Linked DNA regions of Mus musculus: all the other regions are linked to region 3. A link is a contact called in public HiChIP or PLAC-seq data. All regions are on one chromosome and are shown on one strand. Each heading gives the region's core, a stretch centred on a gene start, on an enhancer-like site or on the middle of the called end of the contact. The rest is flanking DNA. Distances are from core to core; before and after follow the strand shown.

Region 1 (3,229 bases), core at 165-2,664, 770 kb after region 3:
CACCTCTTGGTGGTCTACTGTAGACTAAAGAGGCCTGTGTATTCCAGATCAAGTCTGATATAGCAACAGCTGTCGATTCTCATGGACCAAGCTCTGTGCCGAAGGCTTTGCATATACTGTGCCATGAGATTTCTCTGTGACTCCGACATAAGGAATGAGAGAGAGAGAGAAAAAAAAAAAAGACCCAGAGAATGGAGAAGAAATCTTGTCAAACAGCTTTCACAAAAGGGTTAGGGGACTGGATGTGAATTAAGAATGTCGAAGAGAAAGCCTGGGCTACCTGGTTTGTGATGATCTGATCAGGTCTTAACACGGGGACTCAGCCCACCCCCCCTCCTGTTGTGGTAAAATAATTGTTTAGGCCGGTCAATGGTGGCGCACGCCTTTAACCCCAGTGCTTGGAAGGCAGAGGCAGGTGGATTTCTGAGTTTGAGGCCAGCCTGGTCTACAAAGTGAGTTCCAGGACAGCCAGGGCTACACCGAGAAACCCTGTCTCACAAAAACAAAAACAAAAACAAAAACAAACAAACAAAAATTTGTGTAGAAGAAACCTGGAGGTGTTTGATTCAGGAAGGAAGAGTGCTGGGTCCTGTTGGGGAAAATGACCTGACAAACTCTGGACCCTCACCCACGCTGTGCCTGTCAAGGGCGGGGCAGAGTTTGGGAGAGTGGAAAGGAGCTCTTTACTAGAACAAAGACTCCCGACCTGGACTGTCCTACATTTGACTGCCAATTCTCAGATCAGCGAATCTGTGAATGACCCGAGGCACAATATCCCGCCCCTCCGACTCCCTGGTCTTACCCATCCCACTTCTCCGGATTGATGGGATAAATTAAACAACATAACATATATAATGGTCTAATCTTAGTGTACTGTACGGGCGTACAGTAGGCGCTCAATAGAGGTTAGTTTTTTTCCTGAAGAAAAACATAAAAGGGAGGCGCCACCCTTCCCTGCCCCTCTGCCAATTAAAGCCTGGAGGAACAGGTTCCTGGGTTTCATTTGAAGAGAAAGAGGACATATTGGTTATATTAATTAATATATTAATAAATGATTTAACCTAACTAAGCAACAAAGCGAAAACAAAAGGTTTTGTGGCCAGGGAAATGCACTTGAGGGTCAAGACTCAGGTCCCGACTCTGACTCTCTTTCAATGTTTGGCCCCACCCCCAAGGAAAAGAGGTCCGCTCCTCAGCGCTCTTCGCTGTACTGTTGGTCCTTATGCTGGGTGTTCCAGATGCACCTCCTGCCTCAGTTTCGCCTACTGTTACAAGAGGACGCTGAAGTCAGCAGATGTCGCGGCCCCTTTAAGCCACTAAGCTCCTGTCGTAATCGCTGTTTCTTAGACTAAGCCTTTCCGGGGGTGGGTGGGTGGGAGGAGCCTATATATATTGTAGCAGCCAATCGAGGCGCGGCATTTTCCGCGGGAGATCCGAATTTGGCGGCATATAGTTTGGCGCTAAAAAAAAAAAAAAAGAAAAAAAAAAGAAAAAGAAAGAAAAAAGAAGAAAGAAAAGAAAAAGGAGTCCAAGCAAGGGACGGGAACTAGAGGGGTGAACGCAGAGCTCAGCAGGGCGCACAGGACACCCTTCGCGGGTCAGAGCACACGAGTGTCCGCGGGGTCCGTGGGCATTCCGGGACGCTTTCACGCACGGGCGCGACTCCGGACGCCCAGATATTCGGGGCACGAGCCGGACCGGGCCAACTCCTGGCAGTGCCACCTGTGCCACGCGATCTCCGAGTGGCGATCTCCGAGCTCGGCAGCGCTGGGCGGCGGGCCAGGAGGGGAGGGTCCGGCCTTGCCCGGCGGGCGTCCATTGGCGGCTGCTCCCGGCGTCCGCGGTGCAGCCGGCTGCAAAGCCCGCAGGTGCCCCGCGCGCGCGCGCCAGACCCGAGTGGGTAGGGGGCGCCGCACTCGCCATGCTGCGCGCGCCGCGGACCCTGGCTCCGGCCACGGCGCAACCTACAAAGAGCTTGCCGGCGCTGAACCCCACCGAGCTGTGGCCTTCGGGTCTGAGCAGCCCCCAGCTCTGCCCGGCCACCACCGCCACCACCTACTACACTTCGCTTTACACGCAGACGGTGCCTTCCTCTGTGGCGCTGGGCACCTGCCTCGACGCCACTCCCCACGGACCCGAGGGCCAAATTGTGCGATGTGCACCCGCAGGCCGGCTGCCGGTAATGCTGGGGGACCCCCTGTACTTCCCGTATACGTGTCTGGGTGGGGAAAAAGGAGAGAGGGTGCTTGGGACGCCCTACGGCTTGATTACAGCTGGTTGAGGTGGGGAAGCGGGACTGGCAGTAGAGAGAACCCTTTCATTTTCCGACTCCGTGAAGTAATCTCGCCTGCTGTCGCGGACTGCAATGAGCACTGGTCAGGGGAGCCTGGAGACCTAGCCCAGTGCCCCTAGCGCCTGCGTGACCTTGAGGAAGCTTCCAAGGCATCGACGATGCTTAAGTTCATTCATTCTTTCATTGTTTACGCCAGAACCAACACCTGCTTTTTCAGGCCAGGGGCTTGGCCTGTGGGATTTCCTGGTGACTTTAAATCCGCATAGGTCTCCCAGGTCTCTGGTCCAGCCTGGTATCTGGACCAGAGTTGTCTAGCCAGCTCCTTCTCAAGTGTTGTCCTCAGGTCCTCCCCACAGCCTGCTCATCGTCCGAAATAGCCAGTAGCAATGCAAATGTAGTCCGTCTCTTGGGTTTCCTGTTCAGATGGACTGTGACCTCGCGAGTGAGAGATGTGTTGTCAGGGAAGGCCTGGTGTGGTGGCGTTTGGGCTGTAGTACAGGGTTTGTGGGAATGGATGAGAAAGGGCCTGAGGGAGTTAGAGGGAGGGTTGGGGTGGCTGGTTTCAGCTCTGGTCTTCACTGTGTATATTTGGATGTCAGGGCCTCTGTTTCCTCTTCTTAAAAAAAAAAAGTTTTAAAATTACATTTATGTGGGGGATGGGACCGTTTGTGCCACACTGTGTTTGGAGGTCAGAGCACAACTTTTCAGAGTTGGTTTTCTTTTTCAGAGTGGGTCCTGGGGATCAAACTCAAGCTGTTCAGCTTGGTGGCAAACTCCTCTACCCACTGAGCCATCTCGCCAGCCCCACCTTTCCTCTTCTAGAAAATATATCTTCCTTGGCTTGTCTCCTCTGTTAGTTCCAGGTTTGGAAGCAGGTGTCAAGGAGGGGAGATGGTATTTGTAGGGTATGGTAAGTCTAGGGACAGGGATAAGACC
Region 2 (3,762 bases), core at 286-2,785, 570 kb after region 3:
GGCAGTAACAGGGGTTTGATTCTGAGCAGAGAGAAAGTAAAGGCAGAAAGAAATCTCAGGCAGAGGGGTAGAAAGTTGGCCCCAGGGAACCGGAGAGAGATGGTTCAGCGGTTAAGAGCCTTGGCTGCTCTTCCAGAGAACCAGGGTTCAATTCCCAGCACCCACATGGCAGCTCGCAACTGTCTGTAACTCCAGTTCCAGGGGATCTGACATCCTCATACAGCCATACATGCAGACACAACACCAAAGTGCATAAAACCAAATAATTAAAAAAAGAAAGAAAGAAAGGAAGGAAGGAAGAAAGGAAAGAAAGAAGTCTCCATCCCAAGGCTGAGAAGGAGAACTTGGTCTAGAACTGGCACGCCTGGTTTCTGACCCAATCCCAAAGCCTAAGCATGGTACAGGTGGGCTGGCACTGGGTTTAGGGGTTGGAAGTGTAGGGGCAAGGGAAGGCAGGGTGGTCCCTGTAGCCTTCCCCCTATGTCTCCGAAGGCTAACTGCATCTTTCCAAGGTCTCAGGTGTCCCTTTCCTGGAATTCCCCTTCCCTGAGTCCTGCCCCTAGAGAGAGCTGGAGGAAAACCGCTGGAAACAGGCTTTCAGTCCCACCCACATCCCATCTTATCCATCTTCCCTCTCCTCCCCTCCTATCCAGCCCCTATCCAGTCTTCTCAGCTGTCTGGCTCAGTAAGAAATTCCCGAGGCCTCTGGAAGCCACCCATGTCCCATGAGAGCCAAACTCCTTTCTGCCATCTTCTACCAAAAACTGGTGCTCTAAGCTTTCCCAGTTCCACAAGGCTACCTGCTGTTGCTGCTGTCACTGACTCCAAACGGGTCCCCAAATGAACAGGTGTTGGGACTCCCAACACAAAAGAATATCAGGCTGCCTGGCCCCTCCCCATCCTTAGCATCCTCCAAACTCCGGAAGCTTGTGCTACCTGCCTCTGAAGTGTCTTAAGGGCGCCCCGCCCTCCCGCTGGCTCCCACCTTCCAGCTCTGACCCTGACTGCCCCTCCTCACGGTAGGATGATCACATAGCATCTTTCCACACCTCTGACTCTGGGGTTCCTCTTTCCACAGGGAATGCACCTGACACCCTAAGCTAGGATCCCCTTCCTTCTAAGCTCTGGGGACTCCCACTCCACCCGGCTCCCACTCTCCAAAGGATGACCGTCGTCTCCCATTCTCCACAGTGGGAACTTGGGTTCTGAGCCAGGGTCATCACATCCCTACGGTGGCATTTGCTGCCTTGCCCCACGGCTCGCACCTGCCCACAAAGGGGCATTGACCCTGGAAAGCCTCCGCCCCACAATGGGGTCTCCCACTGCCCAGCGCGCAGCCGCTCTCCCGCCACGCGCGCAGCCCCTGGCCCGGCCGTCCCGGGACTGGACAGCGCCCTCCGGCCACTCCCCACCGCCACCCCGGGACCCTCGCAGCCTCGCTGAGCGAACGCCTGGATACCTCACTCCCAGTGGCTTCCGAGACCGTTCGGGCGATTCTCCCCTTTCTCCCGCACAGGCACACACTCTTCCCCCTCGGCCGCCCCCGCCGGAACTTCCGTTCCAGTCCCGGGAACCCAGCCATCCTGCTGCCGGAAGTAGCCCGGCCAGCAGTACGGAACCCGGAAGCGAGTCCGGCTTTCCAGGTAGAAGCTGCCATGTTGCCCACAGTGGGACCACTCCCTGTGATGCGACGCTGCCACCTACAGCGTCTGGACATGGCACTGGATTCCCAGATGTCCTACCAGCTAAGCCCTCCTGGTGGACCTGCGTCCTGGAGGAGAGGCATTCCTCAGTATTGTTTAGCATAAAGTTAGCCGTCTTCCCATCCCCGTGGAGCAGGGTGCACTTCCAGGTGTGGTCTTGGATGTTCCCCACTGTCTTGTTTCATTAAGATACAGTTCACTGCTTAGGTCTCCAGTGCGCAGTATCGTATGCTTAGGTAGTGAAATGGTTACTTTAGTGGAACTCTGTGAAGTCTCAGAGATTGGCTTCCCTCTCAAAACTGGTGAATGCTTTTAGCCACACGTCTCCTGTCGTACTTTAGATTTGTCTCTTTATTCGTCTTGCTTCTTGTTTACCCTCCATACTGTTTCTCAAGCTGTAGCATTATACACCCTGACCTGAAAAGACCTGAGTTCACCCCGTCCTCCACTCTTATCTTTAAAGATGAGGAAGCTAAGGCTTGGGGAAGGAAGTAAATATATATCGACCTCAAGATTACACTGTGATCTCTCTTTCCTGACCGGCTTCCTCAGCTATAAAATGATAATAACCACCTGCTATTTCATCACTTTGCTGTTAAGCTTCAAGGAGGCCACGTAAACTTGCTTTGAACACTAAAATCACAGTGTGAGAGGCCTTACCCACTTGAAGAAGGACCCTGGGAAAGTCCGTAGGCCGTATCAGGATACTGACACACTGGCAGGGTTGGCTCGGCACTGTCCTTGACAAGTGATGCCTTGCAGGCTGCACAAAATGCCACCAGCTGTGAGCTAAGAACAAAAGGGCTTCATTTGGTCACCACTGAGTCACACTGGTAAAGTGAAAATTGGACTTGGAGTCCAGGCTGAGAGACAAGCTGAATTGAAGGACTGAATTGTAGAGAACCTTTAGGGACCAGAAAACAGGAAATGAGTCACAGGGGTCCCCTCAGCTGCAGAGGACTTCCAGATTAACCTACACTAGTTTTTTTGTTTGGTTTTGTTTTTTTCCCACCCTGCGAACCCAAAGCAATACAAGCTTGGGCAATCAACAAAAACACCTCCCTCCTGACAGAGAAGCAGCTTGTTCTTGTATTCAGGTCATGGGATGGTGCTTAGAATATGGAGATCAAGGGACCACAGCAAGCCAAAGACCTAGAAACGGATATCACAAAAGAAAGAGGAATAAAAACCGAGAAGAAAGCAACACAGCTAACCAGCCCCAGTGCCTGCAGAACCCTGCTGGGTTGGTCCGTGGATGAATACAGCCCCTGTACTTTCTTCACATGAGCCACAGTGGCAAGTGACGCTTCCAATCTTCAGGCTCAGTTCCAGGAGCTACCTGTGAGCTACAAATGAGCTAGTGGAACAAATGAGCTAGTATTGTAATGTGTTGGGTGTTGCGTGTGAATGACATGCATCCATGTTTTGAGCACACGTCAGAGTACGAACTCAAGACATCAGTCCTCAGAGCTGGCTACATAGACCAGACTGGCCTTCAGCATACAGAGATGTACCAACTCTGCCACTCAAGGACTAGGAATAAAGGTGTGGACCACCACGCCCAGCACTCGGTTATTGAGGCAGTCTCTGGTTTGCTGTTGTATTGTGTACTCCAGCCAAGCTGGCCCGAGGGCTTGAGGGCAATGTCCTGTCTGCCTAGCTCACTGCGATCACAGACATGTGCAGTGTCCTGTGGCTTCTCAGCCTGATTCTGGGAATTCTTGTCAGGCTTGAGCAGCAAACACTTTACCCACAGGGCCTTAGATTTATTTATATTTAAGTACACTGTTGCTGTCTGCAGACACACCAGAAGAGGGCATCAGATCTCATTACAGATGGCTGTGAGCCACCATGTGGTTGCTGGGATTTGAACTCAGGACCTCTGGAAGAGCAACCGGTGCTCTTTACCACTGCGCCATCTCTCCAGCCCCTTCTCTGGATGCTAGAAACCCATTCCAGGGCCACACACATTCTAGGCAAGCACTGTCCCAGAGCTACACCCTCACCAGCAGCCCTTCTAGTCTGGAGGATTTTCTGAAAAGCAGGTTGGAGCGAGTCT
Region 3 (3,270 bases), core at 484-2,983:
AGAGGGCGCCAGACCTTATCATAGATGGTTGTCAGCCATCATATGGTTGTGGGACTTGAACTCAGGACCCCTGGAAGAGCAGTCAGTGGTCTCAACTTCTGAGTCATCTCTCCAGCCCTATTTACTTATTTTTAAGGATTGTATTACTATCTAGCCTGGGCTGGCCTTGAACTTGAGACAAGCCTCACCCTTCACCCTCGTGAGTACTGAAATTACAGGCATAAGCAAGACCCAAGTAAGTGCTACAAGAGGCCTTGACCTTGCCTTTCTGGGGGACCGTGTCCCTGTCTCTGTCCCTCTGGATGCCCGCACTCCCACCAGCCTCAATCCTCGTCAGATCTTTGCTACTCATGTTATCACATGGCCACCTGGAGGTCACCAGAACCAGACAGGCTCGGGATAGTGTTTACTGCTGTTATATACAAGCCTGTGTCCAGCCTGAGCTACAGTTCAGGTGGTGATATGAGTCCAGTTGGAGAATTAGGAATTAGGTGGGCAATCCCAACCACAGAGACCAGGGGAGCCTATCTTCAAGCCCAGCTCAGCCGCCTGTGCCTGCTCACCACACACACCAGGAGGTGCCCAGCTCCACCCGATGCTGCCACTCTTTTTTGTTTTGTTTTGTTTTTTGTTTTGGTTTTTCGAGACAGGGTTTCTCTGTGTAGCCCTGGCTGTCCTGGAACTCACTTTGTAGACCAGGCTGGCCTCAAACTCAGAAATCCGCTTGCCTCTGCCTCCCAAGTGCTGGGATTAAAGGTGTGCGCCACCACGCTCCACAATGCTGCTGCCACTCTTAAGCCCCTGGTTTAACTACGAGCCCAGCTTTACTGGAGCTGGTGAGGCAATTGTGAACCAGACACAGTCCCTGGCCCCAAGGAGCCAGTCTGGCAAAAAGGAATAGCTTACATAAAATCAAATCACCGGTTCGTTTAGATACAAGAAAGTTTCACTTAGGTACAAGAAACCGAATTGGTAAGAAGAGGCTGCCTCAAGGCGACAGCCAGCCAGGCCGAGGCGGAGACTCGGATTGGGTACCACTCCACTCCGGCTTCTTTGCTCCTTTCGCAGCTTCTCAAATCCCCCAACCCCTCTTCCAAGAAGAATCTTCCTCCCGCACCCCAGAGCTTCCCCACCCAGCCCCTTTGGAGGCAGGAATCCATTTCCTTCCACCTCAAGGTACCCGGGACTGGAATCTCCCACTATCAAGGAGCGGCTGATTCAACATCTCGCTTATTGACTCTGGTACGAGCCCGGGCCCCTTTTCCGGGTGCTGGTCTCATTGGACTGCACAGCTCCTGGGGCCTCGGAAGGAGCGTGCTCTCCTGGATGCCCAGTTTATAAACCAGGAGAGCTCAGGACCCGAGGGGGAGGGGAGTTCAAGGCTCCTACCTCTCGTAGGCTTTTCTTCCGGGAGTCCAGGTCGCTCCCTGTGACTTCGTAGGAGCGGACAAGGAAACCACCAGCTTTCCGCATGCCAGAGATGTAGCCCCGAATGCACCCAGCTTCGGGGTGCTTCTCAGCTTGCACCCTGAACACCTCTGTGCACCGGTGTCTGCAGACAACCGGGAGATGTTGCTGACCTTTCAGCTACCGGCTCACGCCAAGGCGCGCGCCAGGCTGGGGACCCCTGGGGGTCCGGAGAGCTATCTTCCGCGGGCCTGAGCCCCTGTGCGCTGTCCTTCCAAGCCCCCGCGTTCCGTGCCCTGCGCCCTACCTGCTCCACACCCCAGCCCCGCCTCTTGCAGCCGCCGCTGTCGCCTCCGGGTCCTGTCCCGCCCCATCCCTCCCAACTAGTGACCACCCTCCCCCATCACCTGCCCAGCGCTCCCGCCCCGCCCGCAGTGTCCCCACGTCGCTCTCTCCTCCTGCCGCTCAGGGGACTTCAGGTCTGGCACCCCCCCGCACCCACTTCTTCCAGGTTGGAATTGTGAGAAGACAAAAGAGGAGGAAGGGACCTCGCGTTGACGGAGAGCTGAATCGGATGAAGCGAGCTGATGGAGTGAAAGTGTGGACCAGCTGTGGGATCCGAGGACCAGAGGACTGGCAGTTTACAGGTGACAGAAATTCCTCCTGAGCGTGATTAGAAACTAATTTTCTAGTAGTACACAGGCAGCAGAGGCAAGGGGATTGCTGCAAGTTCAAGGCTGGCTCCGAAAACATAGTACGTTTCAGCTAGCATGGGTCAGTGGGTAAAGTGCTTGCCTAGCAAGCGTGAGAAAATTCCCTGTTTCCTGCCTAAAAGTTAGCACGGAGGGTGGGGTGGGCTTAGAAGATGAGCTTAACATAAGTTCAGTTCCCAGCACCCACATCAGGAAAGGCACGATTGCTTCTAACTCCATCCCCTCCCACATGAACACATGCACACACAAAATTTAAAAAAAGAATTATTGGGCTGGTGAGATGGTTCAGCGGTTAAGAGCACTGACTGCTATTCCGAAGTTCAAATCCCAGCAACCAAATGGTGGCTCACAGCCACCTGTAATGAGATCTGACGCCCTCTTCTGGTGTGTCTGAAGACAGCAACAGTGTACTTATTTATAATAAATAAAATCTTTTTTTAAAAAAAAGAATTATTGCTTCACCAACGAAAATAAAAAACAGCACTCCCACTTTCAACTAGGCTGTGCGCATCTTCACGGTCTCCGGGTGCCACACGGTCTCTCCAGCACACGGTAGGCTCACAACCAGATTTAAGAGATCCTTGTATAAACAGGGAAATGAAGTACCAGGAAGACAAGGTGGGCCTCAGGTCCCCAGAAGGTAAAGTGGCAGACTGGGAGTAGAGCCAGGAAGTGACTGGGTCTGGACCGAGCGCCCCTGAGTTGCTTCCATGGCTCAGTGTGAAGCAACTTCTGTATTAGTCAGGGTTCTCTAGAGTCACAGAACTTACGGATAGTCTCTATATAGTAAAAGAATTTATTGATGACTTACAGTTGGCAGCGCAATTCCCAACAATGGTTCAATCGCAGCTGTGAATGGAAGTCCAAGGATCTAGCAGTTACTCAGTCTCACACAGCAAGCGGGCGAAGGAGCAAGAGCCATGGAAGAGTTACTTGTACTTTGATAGGAAACTCCGTCGTGGGTTTGTTGACACATGCTGTTAGACAATACCATGCATGATTCACTGCCTCACCAAAGACGGAGTGGCCACACATGATGGAGGAGGGCAAGGTAGGGGGCACTCCTGGCTCTGAACTAGAGTAGGGTCTCTTAGGGACATTCTGGGATGTTTCCAGATCCTCTTCTGGGTATGGGTACAAGATCTCAGTT

Evidence for each region. HiChIP or PLAC-seq counts read pairs in DNA pulled down with a chosen protein or histone mark.
Region 1: a FOXA1 HiChIP or PLAC-seq map of pancreatic cancer cells shows a contact between it and region 3. The contact joins the promoter of E2f2 here to the promoter of Ncmap in region 3. A contact is called at or near these places in 1 of 115 datasets of contacts at active chromatin or transcription factors (pancreatic cancer cells) and 1 of 9 other capture datasets (embryonic stem cells).
Region 2: an HNF4G HiChIP or PLAC-seq map of pancreatic cancer cells shows a contact between it and region 3. The contact joins the promoter of Lypla2 here to the promoter of Ncmap in region 3. A contact is called at or near these places in 3 of 115 datasets of contacts at active chromatin or transcription factors (astrocytes, memory CD8 T cells and pancreatic cancer cells).

The regions. Positions count from the first base shown.
Region 1 is chr4:136,170,860-136,174,088 of GRCm38.p6, forward strand. It overlaps E2f2 (E2F transcription factor 2), which reads left to right and starts at 1,415. Exons shown (of 7, transcript NM_177733.7): 1 at 1,415-2,179. The coding sequence starts at 1,922.
Region 2 is chr4:135,971,059-135,974,820 of GRCm38.p6, forward strand. It overlaps Lypla2 (lysophospholipase 2), which reads right to left and starts at 1,536. Exons shown (of 10, transcript NM_011942.1): 1 at 1,460-1,536.
Region 3 is chr4:135,396,494-135,399,763 of GRCm38.p6, forward strand. Ncmap (noncompact myelin associated protein) reads right to left here and starts at 1,734. Exons shown (of 5, transcript NM_145555.2): 1 at 1,390-1,734.